Regions from separate parts of the Mus musculus genome. Here region 2 is linked to region 1. A link is a contact called in public Hi-C data. All regions are on one chromosome and are shown on one strand. The core of a region is the stretch at or near the end of the contact, and the rest is flanking DNA. Distances in the headings are between cores, read along the strand shown.

Region 1 (7,318 bases), core at 2,755-5,254:
TGTGGGTTTTCCTGCTTTTACATAGAACACAGCTTTGAAATAGCCACTGAGAGCAGTAAGGGACAATTTCTACACAAAGAGAATACTGCTTATTAGAATATGGACAACCCTGTCCCAGCATGTCCTAATTCCTTTTTGGTTGTTTTGATAAAATACTCTGACCAAAACCAACTTGGAGACCAAAGGATTTATTTTATCTTATACTTCCAGGTCATAGCTAATCTTTGAGGAAAGTGGGGACAGGAACTCAAGGTAGAAACCTGAAGGCAGGATGCTTGCTACTCCACAAAGCATTGCCTCTGATAAAGAAACTCACTCATAGCTAAGGAAGTATAAGTGAGGACTATAGAGGATGCTGCTTTCTAGCTGGCTTGCTCATTGGTTCATACTTAGCTAGCTTCCTTATAAAGCACAGGACAACATGACCAGGGAAAGATGTCACACATAATGGCTTGGCCCTTCGTACATCAATTAACAGTCAGAACAATCCATCCCAGATATGCCCTATCAGATGTACCAGATACAGGCCTAACTGATGAAAATAAATTCTCAGTTATAGTCTTTCCATCTAATTCTAGGTTGTGCCAAATTTACAGTCAGTACTAAAATTTTATGATAACTATCTTGGACCAATAAACACTTAAGGAGTAAATATAGGGTAGACACTCAAAAGTTGAACACCACCATACTCTTGTTTAAATTTTTCACATGAATGAAAACTTTATTTTCATGAAATGAAATCATTCATTGTGGAGATTATGTAGTTTTTCATGTTTACATTTTGACTATGATTCAGGTGTGTGTCTGTGTGTGTGTGTGTGTGTGTGTGTGTGTGTGTGTGTGTGTGCGCGCACACGCGCGTGCATTATTTTGCTAGATGGTATTAAGTGAAAGTAATCATACAGGAAATAAGCAATTATGACTGTACCAGACCAACTCTTTTGCCTCATTAGGTGTTAGATATTTATGTACCTTCTGGACTGTTACAAGTATCCAAAATAAATAAAATTTAGGACCTGGATATTTGAGGGCACAATGAATGAAGAAAAGGAAATAAGCAATTAACAATACTGAGATATATGTATGATTCAAAACTAAGTCTAATGAATCTATGGACTTTTTTTTTTTCAGAAATAATGGTAACTCAATCTCTGGGTGCAACAACTAGAACCTAATCTTGTAAGCCTTTTTAAAATCTGATTCCTTCGGTGGCAAACTCTTGTGGATCTGCCATGATACCAGGAAACTCTAGCAGCTACATCTTACCTCTCCGCTTTCCCATTCCAAAAGGGCTGGAATTTCTAAGATAGAAGATAGATAGCAAGTAAAGGAGAGATGATATAGAAGTACCACATTTTTTCAAACAGTTTTTTACTGTACAATGCCTTAAGTGGATAGCACAATGATACCCCTGGCCTTACTCACCACTTATTCATTCCATCTCTGTTGCCATCTACTCTGTCTCTTGTCTGCTCTGTAAACTCAAATTTCAATACAATTACTTTATAGTGGAATTAAGAACATTAGTTTACTAGTAGGCTTTACTTCTTCTACATGTTCTTGTTGTTGGACATTATTCAAATAATTTTAAACATATTTCAGTGAAGTTGCTTACTGTATATCTATGGCAATGAGATTATTTTATGTGTTTATCTCATCAATTAATTTAGATTACATATAATTAAAATTTTTCCAAAAATAAAATTCCATTTTCCTCCTTCTGTCTTTTGTGCTACTGTGTACAAACACTTTTTCTGTGTTCTAAATATATTATTAACCTCCAAAGTCAGTTATCATAGCCTAGAGATGTAGCTCAGTGTCAGAGTACTTGTCAGGCACATGAAAAGCCCAGGTTCAATCCATTGTATTGAAAATAATGTCAACTATATTGGGAAAAAGTGTCCATTCCCTTTATATCTACCTACATATTTGCACTTATTACTTATCCTCTTATTACTTTCCAGTGGGTGTAATTTTTCTAGGATGTGATTTCCCTCTCAGGATGAAAAATATTCTTTGCCAAGTATTAAAAAGCACAGGCCTTCTGATAATTATTATCTCCCAAATTTGGTTTAGTAAAAAAAATTCTTTGTTTAATCCTCATTTTAAAGAATATATTACTGGAAATAAAATCCTTCAGGGATAGCTCTCTTTGCTCTAGGGCTGGTCTATTGCTTTAGTCCTTCAACATCAAGATCAACAAACAACTGCTGTCCTAGTTTGTTCCCTTGCTTTGATGAACTCTGCCTAAAGCAATTTGGGGAAGGTAAGGTTTGTTTTAGCTTACACAATTCAGTCTATCAGAGAGGGAAGACATGGGATAAACTCAAAGCAGGAACCCCAAAGCAGTAACTAAAGCAAAGAGAAATAATGTGCAAAATTTTGCTTCTCCTGACTTGCAGTGCTTCTGTTCTTAGATGGCCTAGTCCCACATACATAGGGATGGGACCTCCAACAGTAGACTGAGACCACCTACATCAATAAGAAAATAAGAAAATATTCAGCATGTCAGAGACCCGGGATGGGGGGAGGTCCCAGGGGTCTATGGGATGACTCTAGCTCAGATTCCTAGCAGAAGCAGATATAGTGCCTGAAGTGGCCATTGCCTGTAATCAGGCAGGACTCCCAGTGGAAGGATAAGGACAACAACCCACTCACAAAACCCTCAACATGAACTTTGCCCTGTCTATAACATGTATAGGGACAAAGATGGAGCAGACAGAGGGAATGGCCAAACAATTAATGTTCAAAATCAAGACTTACCCCATGAGCAAGAACCAATTCCTGACACTATTAATGATACTCTGTTATGCTTGCAGAGAGGAGACTAGCATAATTACCCTCTGAGGACCTCCACCCAGCAGCTGACTGAAACAGATGTAGAGACCCATAGCCAAACATTAAATGAGTGCTAGGGGAGTCTTGTAGAAGAGTTGGGAGAAGGATTGAGGGAACTGAGGAGGACAAAGACTCTACAAGAAGACCAGCAAAGTCGACTATCATGGACCTCTGGGAGCTCACAGAAACTGAACCACCATCCAAGGAGCATACATGGACTATTCCTAGGCCCTCTGCATATATGTAGTAGATGTGCAGCTTGGTCTCATGCATGTTTACCAACAACTAGAGCAAGGTCTGTCCCTGAACCTGTTGCCTGCCTATTGATCCTGTTCACTTAACTGGGTGGGCTGTCTTGTCTGACCTCTATGGGAGAGAATATGCCTAGTACTGCAGTGACTTCATGTGCCAAAGTAGGGTTATGTGCCAGGAGACAGAATGAGGAAAGAAGCTGTTCAAGGAGGGTACTGGGAGGAGGGGGTCAGATATTGGGATGTAAAGTGAATGAATGAATACAAATTAATGAAAAAATTAAATTAAAAAAGAAGAAATATCCAAAAGACATGTTCCCAACCAAATTTGATAGAGTTAGTTCCTAAATTGATATTCCCTCATCCCAGATATGGCTAGGTTTTTGTCAAGTAAACAAAAGGGACTATAATATCTACTGTTCATATTTCAGCTATAATGTTATTTTTTTCTTTACTGGCTTTCAAATTTTTACCTTTATCTTATCTTTTCTATATCTTTTGAAGAAGAGTACATCGTACTCCTGCTATCTAGCATACACTGATTTCTCAATCTAAACATTAATGTTTCTCACTTAACTTTAGTCACTGTATTTTCAACCATTTGTCATGTGACTAAGCCTACTCAGTCAGTCAACAGGTTCTCCAGTGTGGGAGTGAGGATTAAAAAGAAAAAAGACAGACAACATTGTAGCATGACCCCAGTCAATTCTGAGACTGAAGGCAAATTTAATTTTCCCAATCTGCTTTTTATACCATTTTAATTACATGCAGGTATTAAGAGCAAGCAGCACAATGAGGAAATAGAAAGACAATAGTCAAGGAACAAGAAAGACAATAAACACAAAGCCCCATGATCACTCCGGTGATCAAGATATCTGAGCCTACTTCTTTGTTCTACCCTAAAACCAAATTCTTACTTCCTTGTCCTTGGCCAATGTCAAGTCCCTTCCTGAACTTACTTCTTTGTCATGCTCCAATGTCAGATTCCTGCCTGGAGCCCATTTCCTTGTCCTTGGCCAACATCAGATTCCTGCCGAGGGGCACCCAAAACAGCTCTCCACAGTCAGGCTCATTCTGTGCCCTCGCTCTTTCAGTAGTTCAAATTAGTCATGTATTACACTGATTCATGTTATCTTTTGTGTCATTGAAGCCATGCAAAACTTTCTGCATCCATTCATTGATAAGTGAATAGCCTAAAAGCTTGGAATGCCCAAGATACAATTCAAAGAGCACAAGAGGCTCAAGAAGAAGGAAGACTAAAGTGTAGATGCTTCAGTCCTTCTTAGAAGGAGGAACAACCAGAGACACTGAAACTTATAGAGGAGAAAGTGGGGAAAAGCCTCGAAGATATGGCACAGCAGAAAAATTCAAAAACAGAACATCAATGGCTGGTGCTGTATAATCGAGAATCAACAAATGGGACATCATAAAATTGCAAGGCTTTTGTAAGGCCAAAGACACAATCCTAAATCCAATAGGGGACTAATATCCAATATAAGAAGGTGGACTCCAGAAAATAAAATAACCCCATTAAAAATGGGGTACAGAGCTAAACAAAGAATTCTCAACTGGGGAATACTGAATGGCTGAGAAGGCCCTGTAAAAATGTTCAACATCCTTAATTATCAGGGAAACGCAAATCAAAACCACCCTGAGATTTCACCTTACACCAGTCAGAATGGCTAGGATCAAAAATTCAGGTGACAGCAGATGCTGGCGAGGATGTGGAGAAAGAGAAACATTTCTCCATTGCTGGTGGGATTGCAAGCTGCTACAACCACTCTGAAAATCAGTCTGGCAGTTCCTCAGACAATTGGACATAGTACTACCAGAAGATCCAGCAATACCTCTCCTGGGCATATACCCAGAAGATGTTCCAACTTATAATAAGGACACATGCTCCACCATGTTCACAGAAGCCTTGTTTATAATAGCCAGAAGCTGGAAAGAACCCATATGTCCCTCAACAGAGGAATGGATACAGAAATGTGGTATATTTACACAATGGAGTGCTACTCAGCTATTAAAAACAATGAATTCATGAAATTCTTAGGCAAATGGATGGATCTGGAGGTTATCATCCTGAGTGAGGTAACCCAATCACAAAAGAACACACATGATATGCACTCACTGATAAGTGGATATTAGCCCAGAAACTTAGAATACCCTAGATACAATTTGCAAATCAAGTGAAACTCAAGAAGAAGGAAGACCAAAATGTGGATGCTTTGTTCCTTCTTAGAATGGGGAATAATATACCCATGGAAGGAGTTACAGAGACAAAGTTTGGAGCTGAGAAGGAAGGAAGGATCATCCAGAGACTGCCCCACCCAGGGATCCACCCAATAAAGAACCACCAAACCCAGACACTATTGCATATGCCAGCACAATTTTACTGACAGGACCCTGATATAACTGCCTCTTGTGAGGCTATGCCGGTGCCTGGCAAACACAGAAGTGGATGCTCACAGTCATCTATTGGATGGAACACAAGGGCCCCAATGAAGGAGCTAGAGAAAGACCCAAGGAGCTAAAGGGGTCTGCAACCCTATAGGAGGAACAACAATATGAACTAACCAGTACCCCCCAGAGCTTGCTTCTAGTGGCATATGTAGCAGAGGATGGCCTAGTTGGTCATCAATGGGAGGAAAGGCCCTTGGTCTTAGGAAGATTATATGCCCTAGTATAGGGGAATACCAGGGCCAGAAAGCAGAAGAGGGTGGATTGGGGAGCAGGGCAGAGGGAGGGAGGGTATAGGGGACTTTCAGGATAGCATTTGAAATGTAAATGAAGAAAATATCTAACAAAAAAGGAGGAACAAAATACTCATGGGAGGAAATACAGAGACAAAGTGTGGAACAGAGACTGAAGGAAAGGCCATCCAGAGACTGCCCCACCTGGGGATCCATCCCATATACAGACACCAATCCCAGACACTGTTGTTGATGCCAAGAAGTCCTTGCTGACAGGAGCAGGCTATGGCTGTCTTGTGTGAGGCTCTGCTAGAGCCTGACAATACATAGGTGGATGCTCACAGTCAACCATTGGACTGAGCATGGGGTTCCCAATGGAGGAGTTAGAAAAAGGACTGAAGGAACTGAAGAGGTTTCCAACCCCATAGGAAGAAGAACAAGATCAACCAACCAGACGCCCCCAGAGCTCCCAGGGACTAAACCACTGATCAGAGTGTACACATGGTGGGACTCATGGCTCCAGCTGCATATACCTAATTGGTCATCAAAGGGAGGAGAGGCCCTTGGTCCTGTGAAGGCTCAGTGCCCCAGTGTAGGGAAATGCCATGGTGGGGAGGCAGGAGTGGGTGGGTGAACACCGTAATAGAAGCAGGGGGAGGGAGGATGGGATAGGGGGATTCCGGAGGGGAAACCAGGAAAGGGGATAACACTTGAAATCTAAGTAAAGAAAATATCCAATAAAAGGAAGAAAAAATAAAATAAAAAATAAAAACAAAACAAAATCTCCCTATACTTAGATTAGGTAATTGTCATTGATCTGCCTCCTACTTTATTGATTCTCTTCTGTGACATCCAATTTACTGAGAAAACCATTAGTGAATTTTTCATTCAGGAAATATACTTTTCAGTTACAGAATTTTAGTATTTTTCCGTAATTGAATCTTTGAGACAGTGCCTTCCCATGTTCCCCTGGCTGACATTTGCTACATTGCTCAGTATGGTCTTAAACTCACAATCCTCATTATTTTCCCTCCCAAGTGCTGGAATTACATATATGCCCTTGGCTAATTTAACTTTCATTAGTCATCTATGATTCCTTGTATTTTAGTGTCTTATAGCCAGAGTTTCCCCTAGGCTCTTCAGCACGTATATAAAAGGAAGTTTAACTTCCTCATATGCTGACTTCATATATGCTCTTCTATCTTGATTGTGGACTGTATTTCTCCAAAACATTATGTTATCAGTGGAGAAAATATGAGTCTATTCTCTTCTTCAGGAAAACATTTTGCTCTGACAATGAGTTAACTTCCTGGCATGTCACCTAGAACTTGAAGTAGTTTGTTGGAGAATGGGTGGGAAGACTGTGAAGGTTTAATTTAGAAAGACTCACATCCCAAATACTGTCTTTCTTGCCACAGGATGAATCTAAAAATCTCTTGCATCTGCTTTTAGTGGCAACTTTCTAGGAAGATCCTTGGTGTCTCTCCTGTCACTGCAGAGTTTACAGGCCAGTCAAGGAAAGTATGAAGACGTCTG
Region 2 (7,318 bases), core at 2,305-4,804, 470 kb before region 1:
ACCACTCTCAGCAACCCCACCCCTTTCAAGTGACATTTACATTTGATCTTGGCATTTTTGATAAGTTTTTCATGTCTATTCAAACAACCACATTCCAGTTCCTGGCCCCCATAGGTTTGTAGAAACACATTATGGGGCCATTCTTAACTATAGTATAATGCAAAATTACATTTAGTCCAACATCAAAAGTTTCCATAGTCCACAACAGTCTTAAGGATGTAAAGAATCCCTAGTTCAAAATATCTTCTGAGATTCTTGCAATCTTTTAACTGTAATCCCCTATAAAATTAAAAGCAAAAAGCAGATGTCAGAATTCCAACATGTCATGACACAGGGTACACATTACCAATCTAAAAGGTTATAGTAAGGAAATACTGGACCATATCAAGATTAAAAACCAGCTGAGCAACCTCCAGACTCTGCCTGCCCATGTCTGATATCCAACTCCTTTCATTTTGTTGACTTCAACACAGTTGATTCTCTTTGGCTGGTTCCACACCCTGTTAGCAGCTTTCATTAGCATGTATCCCATAGCTCTGGCATCACTAATATCTCCAGTCTCCAAGGCAACTTCAATTTTACAACTACTTGTTCCAATGTATTGAAACTACACATGATCTTCTGGACTCCTCCAAGGGACTTGAGTGACTTCTCCAGCTCTGCCCTCTGTAGCACTCTAGTTCACTCCATTCTACTGCTGCCGCTGTTCTCTGTGGGTATTCCATGGTACTGGCATCTCCAATACGCTGGAGTCTTTTCCTGCAACTAGACATCACCAAAAACCTCTTATAGGCTCTCCTCATGGTACCAAACATCAAATTTTTTGCATGACCCCTTCAGTCCTGGGCCATCAACTGCAATTGAGGCTGTACCTTCACTAATGGCTGTTGCTGGCCTTTTACAGTGTCAGGCCTTAGCTGCTCTCCATGACCACTTTGTGTCTTCAAATCCAGTACCATCTCAAACTAGAGGCAAGAGGCAGAGAGCACACTATAGATGGTAGAAGATTTTTTTAAAACCTCATGCCCACCCTTACTAACATGCCTCATCTAACAAGGTCATATTCCTTAATTCTCCCCTAATAGTTGCAACCACTGGAACCCAACAAAATTTATTAGCCTAAGGAGGTTCCTCTCACTTAAACTACTACACTTATAAAAAACACAATCAAAGGATATGAAATTGAGGTGGGGATAGGGTTAGATTATGGAAGGATTTAGGAGGTAGGGGTTAATAATACAATATATTGTATGAAAGCCCAAAAGTCTCAACTATATGAAAATTATATAAATCACTACATTAAAGTCGGGGATATCCTAATCATATATGAGGAAATTTGTTTTTTGTTGTTATTTTATTTATTTACATTTAAAATGTAAATCTGCCCATGTGATTCCCTCTCCCCTTTGTCTGGAAGTTTGTACTTTATTAATTCTCAGTAACCACAATTAATTAAACAGTTACTGCCATTTGCAAACTTCATGATTCATCTCTGAGTAAGAGTGCTGAGTGGGATATTATGCTTCATCAATCATTACCTTTCCATGTTCTTTAAATGATTAATAATCGGTGGGTCTACCTGGTGTACTGCTGTGTGTACATGCTGGACACAGCAACATGTGCTCTAGAAGCTGAGGCGTCTGGCCCATTGGCCCTTACTGAATAGATGGTCCTCTTATTCTGATCATCAAAAAGACATGAAACCAAATGTTTTCATTGGCATGCATGCTGAACATGAAAGAGTCTAACAAGTTAGAGACACTGTCAAATAGTAACTTATCACTAAAATTTAACTTTTATTTTTCTTCAAGTAAAACAATACAGGAAGAGATAGAAGTTTTTCAATAATATGTAAGGCTGACTTGTTGCAGTAAAAATGTTTTTCACACTGCATTCATAACTGAGAAAGCATTTATTTTAATATGAGTACATTTGTTATATAAGGCATAATTATGTAAAGTAAAATGTCTAAATTATTTTAGAGACTAAGATCCTTTAGCACATGAAGATTTCTACATTCAGAAAAGCAGTGTGAGCCCATGGACACATGCTTGGTGCACATACACACACACACACACACACACGCGCGCGCGCGCGCACACACACACACACACACATGCACACACACACATGCACACACACATGCACACACACACACGCACACACCCACACACACATGCACACACACACATGCACTCACACACACATGCACACACACACATATGCACACACACCCACACACACACCCACACACACATGCACACACACACATGCAACACACACACATGCACACACACACACACACACATGCACACACACACACACATGCACACACACACACACACACACACACACACACACACACACACCCCAGAACTTCCTTTCTCCAGTGCTCTGCTAAGAAGTACAGGGATACTTACTGTATCATTTGAAGAGAGTTTAACTAGACTACTTTTTCTACCTGTATCATTACACACATCATCCACTTGCTTCCTGTCTGCTGCCTATTTCCAATCAGAATGCGAAGATTATGAAACAAAATCAAGGTTCACAGAAATCAGTCAGCGATACTCTGATTGTCGTTATATTTACTAAATGTGTGAATTTATTCCTTGATTCTTGAGTGTAAGAGGAGCCCCTAAATATACTTTCTATATGTATTTGAATCGTAGTCTAAAAGTAAATTTCGAGGATTGACTTGTAGTCCAACAAAATAAACAAAAACTTTGCAAAGTGGAGCTCTATCTATCTATCTATCTATCTATCCATCCATCTATCCTTTCTTTCTCTCTCTTCCTTCTTCCTTCCTTCCTTCCTTCCTTCCTTCCTTCTTTCCTTCCTACCTTTCTTTCTGTCTTTCTATCTATCCATCCATGTATCTATCTATCCATCTATCTTTCTATGTGTCTATCTACCTATGAATTTATATTTTAATGTTGCTTACAGAGAAGAGTCAATTCTGAGCACAACACTGCCCTTCACATTTACAACCTTCCCAAATCACTGAGAATTTGGTTCCAGACAATCTGCCCCTCCTATTTTAGTTTAATTTTAATCACCCCCCAACCTGACCCCGGACTTTAGCTGGTCAACCCCAGTGAAGAACAAACACAGGCAGCAGATACAAGGGACTGGAGAAGGTTGCCTGCATTGAGCTCCCTGCTGTCGCCTTCTGGCTGGACAGTCCGTGCCAAATAGCGCCTGGGGGGTGGGGGTGGGGGACAGCAATAAGGAACTGACAGAAGCGGTTGCTGCAAGTCCACAGTTTGACCTAAAAGGAGAGTGGAGGAGGGTGGCAGACTAAGAGTCTGCATATCGGAGACGCAGCAATGGAACCAGTGGCTATGTGTGCGCGCACAGGTGCCACAGGCCTGGAGAGCAATGCTGTGTCTCTGCAGCCTCCCGACTCAACACACGCGGTGGCTTGCTGAAACTGCATCCGCAGCCGAGCGTGGGTACTCCCAGGCACAGTCACCGGAGGAAGAGCCAAAGGAAAGGGCGCGAAGGGGGTTAGCATGGAGCGGCAGGGTATTGGGGCAAGACCCACAGGCTCATTTTGGAGCTCCTCTGGTGGGAACCTGTACCCGGCTGCTATGCTCCTCCCTTCTCTTCCCAACTCTCGGTGATCATCTCCATCTCCCCTCGCGCATCCCTTCCCCCCTCCCTGCTTTCTTTGCTCTCCCTCCCTGCCGCGTGCCTGCTCCCCTCCCCCTCTCCTGGCTGCTCTGGGCAGCAGCAACCTCGGCAGCCCGGGAGATGGGAAGAGAGCGCGCGGGGCGCTGCAGCTCTGGAGCCCTGGATCTTTCCTCACCCGGTGCCTTGAGACCCCGCCGCCGCTCTCGCCTCTTGGCTACCCCCGGACTCCGGCTACGCTACTAGGACAGCGCCGCCACCACCGCCAGCCCTCGTCCCGCCCGCGCCGCGCTGCCCTCCCGCGCCCTGGATGGAGCTTTCCCTCGCTGGGATCGGTGAGTACCAGAGACTCTAGGGGGTCAGGCACAGGACTGAGCGCCCACCGTACATCGTTAGATGAGGCACCCCGACCACCTGCTGGGTACCCTCCTGGCACAGGTCCCCGGGGACATTTGGTTTTAACTCAACCAGCTTGGAACTTGAACCCTTTCTCTTCCAGAGATAGCTGCTTGTACATCTTAGTCCCTTGTCACCCTCCTGCCCTCCCGCTGCTACCCTCATTCCCCGGGCAGATAGCCTTCTCCTGGTGTCACTTCAAAGAGAGTCATTGCTGCCCTTGTTGTCCCCAGGTTTTTGTGAATTCTGTCTTCTGCCTAGCGCTCGGACCTAGGTTTCTCCACAAAGTCCTCCTCTGACCCACCTTCCCTCAAAGCCTGACCACAGAGTCATTGGTCCTGCCATCCCGTTCCTCCTCAGAGACTTAGTGAATGCTGACCTCATTGCTTCCACATGATGCTGTCTTGAAGCTTTTCTGACACTCACCTCCAAACCCACACTGACACGCGGTGTGTTCTGTTTATTGTGTCTCTGCACCTGGGCTATTAAGGTGATAATCAACCATGGAAAGAGGACAAAAACAGGAAATCTTTTGGGACTAAACTTTTTGTCATTGTTTCAAAGTGCCCAACTATTTACATCGCTTAGATTCCTTCTTGTCTGAGGGCTTGTCCGCTGAGCACAAGGAAGGGCCCATATTATTTTACCTGTTATCACAGAATCTACCTTTTTTTCAGGTTTAGAGCAGAGCACCTTACACAGTCCAGCTGTGAATCTCCCTAAGCTACGCCACCAAATCTCGGCGGCAACTTTTAAGGATAGGCAGCTTTTTTAAAAAGAGGTGGAACCAGACATACCGTTTACAATCGCTTTATTATTGTTGTTATGATTTTAAATTTCAATAAGTTAAAGCCCTTATTTCCTTTGTGTTTATTGACCTAAGAGCGGAAGGTTGTACAGAGAACTTCCACACCACGCGCTTCAGGGGCGGTGTAGGTGTAGTCTCTAGCTATCCTAATGAGTTTCCTGAATGCAGCAGACCTTCCTGCTGGAATCAGGCTTATCATTTGTGGTTAGCTTGAACAAAAATAAGCATTGTGTTCAAAGAGTGAATCTGACGGGGAGTGGAGGGTTCCTGTGAACAGGAAAGGAGGTGATTTAAATACTAAAATTTGTATTCAAGATTCCTCTGTGCTGTAGTGAAAAGCAAGATCCCATACAACTTATGATTTACATTCAAACAACTTGTAAAATATTGTGTGGCGGCATCTTACTGCACAGACGTGAACATAGGGTTAATGTTTAAGGAAAATTGGGAGTATTCAAAGAAATGTAAGAAACTTTGAAGGGGAATACCCTATTTAAGAATGGACTGTGTGAATAAGTGTTTTGATATTACTGTAAGCAATTTAGGGGGAATGAGACTTGACTTGCCATTCTCCTGTTTGCAGTTGGTGGAGAGGATGATGTTTTCAGTCCTCTTCTTGGACAGGCGATTCTCCCTCTATATAAAATAGAAAGGGAAATTTGATCAAATATACGATGAGTTTGTTTACCAATGATTACCTTTAAAATCCCACCTTTCCCATTGTCAAGCATTTTATTTCACTTTGCTTTCTTGGTAGTCCTTGTCTCAGGGCAGGAGCAAAGTGACCAGCAGTGGTTTTCAGCAAATGTGTTCAGCTGCACCAAAATTCACGAGGGCCAGGTGTACTACTGTTGGTTTCCTAAATACAGAAATTTGCCTAATTAACCTTACTGTTGGACTAAGAAAAATACTCAAAACTATGTATTTAAGTTTGCAACTGCTGCAGACATTCACATATGGCATGCCGAGTGGACAATAGGCGACTTAGAAGATGAATTAAAGAATCTTTTAAATTTCCCTCTGGAGATATTTGTATTTTGTTTAGCAATAGGGTAATTGGTATGTACAGTATATCCAGCAATAATGAGTCTTCACTGAATAGATACGTCACAGTTGAACGAAGCAGAGCTTGGAGTAATGCTGAATGCTCTGTTTTTGTGGTAAGCAGAAGTTGAGATCAAAGCATTCTAACAGCATTGTAGTTTATGTCAAAATATTAACACTGCCTAAGAATCATCTATGAACATGAAAATGAATTTCTCATAAAATAGAGCAGAGGTTCTTGTTATGGATTCTTATACAGAAGTCAAAACCCTTCTGGATTTAAAGGTCCTGTAGTTAGGAAGACTCTGCAAAATCATCAAATATAACAGATGAAGAGACAGGAACACCAGTATTGGAATGGTGCATTGGTGAGTGTGTGATGCTCTTCTTTACATTGCTACCAAGAGGACAGGTGTAAAGTCAATATTTGCCTTGGCAAAGGGGATTAGCAGTTGTGTAAATGACACAGGAATTTCATCAACAAGTTGCCTTTAGTCCATGCATGGTTTTACTGAGAATGTAAGGTGAAGAGATAAAGGCTGAGGGAGATGACGAACATGGGGTGAAAATAAAGAACCTGTGACCACCAGCTTGAAACTTACCCAGATGACGATAACTGAGCACAATCCCTAAAGTTTTAGGTAGTAGCTGTTTCCCAATGTGATTTTTCAGAAGCCTCCTTTTTTTTTTTTAGGAAAAAAAACTAACACAACATTTTCTCCTTTTTATGAAGTGATTATTTCTAGAATCTGAGATGCAAAGGCAAACTCATGTAATCTGTCTAAGTGAACTGAGTTCTAAACAAATTTAAAACCAAGACTTTGGACAAGGAATGTATAAACTAATGCTTAAATTTACAATGTTTGATGGAGGTAAATATCTCATGCTGGCGAATTTACATTGGTGAACATCTTACTCGATTTTATGTACATTTACATATGATTTAATTCACAAAAGTCTGTATATTAAAACACAAACATTTTCTTAGCTGAAAAAGCAGCCAATGGAATGGATAGCAAGTCATTATATAAGCGCTTTTTTTTGTAGGTTTTTTTTTTTTTTAGCTTCAGTATATACAGTAATATTTAACAACAAGCCTTCTTAGAAAACAAAGAGTGATCATTTCTATGCTAGCTTCCTGTCTCAACCACAGTCTCACAGGTTTTGAGGACGTGTGATTATGACTTCTACATAATGGAGTCTCATGTTTCATTCCTGTAATTCTGGTGTTTGGGAGACTTGAGACTGGAAGGATATCCTTTCAAAGTTAACCTGGGCTGTACTGGGAATCACTCATTCAAAATGACAAAAGGAAAGCTCAAACCGACAAAAGACATTTAAATTTTGTGCTGGGGCTTGTGGCTACTGGAGACCCACTTCCATTCATTTTATTGCAAATGGATGACACTGAAGTTAGGTGTGGATGGGAGAATTTGA

Evidence for each region. A called contact is a pair of places that touch in the nucleus more often than the background predicts.
Region 2: a Hi-C map of embryonic stem cells shows a contact between it and region 1, with 2.9 times the contacts expected there. The contact joins the promoter of Fut9 here to the enhancer-like site in region 1. A contact is called at or near these places in 4 of 39 promoter capture datasets (cranial neural crest, hippocampal neurons and liver), 2 of 484 Hi-C or Micro-C datasets (cerebral cortex and embryonic stem cells) and 3 of 115 datasets of contacts at active chromatin or transcription factors (embryonic forebrain and embryonic stem cells).

What each region holds. Positions count from the first base shown.
Region 1 is chr4:25,322,692-25,330,009 of GRCm38.p6, reverse strand. No RefSeq gene overlaps it. Among named protein-coding and RNA genes, the nearest start is that of Ufl1, 45 kb to the right of the region's middle. Within about 2 kb of position 4,004, at least 4 of the 459 cell types and tissues checked have an H3K27ac peak or open chromatin away from gene starts, as enhancers often do. A contact at or near this core is called in embryonic stem cells, where this site is marked.
Region 2 is chr4:25,796,239-25,803,556 of GRCm38.p6, reverse strand. It overlaps Fut9 (fucosyltransferase 9), which reads left to right and starts at 3,554. Exons shown (of 3, transcript NM_010243.3): 1 at 3,554-3,968.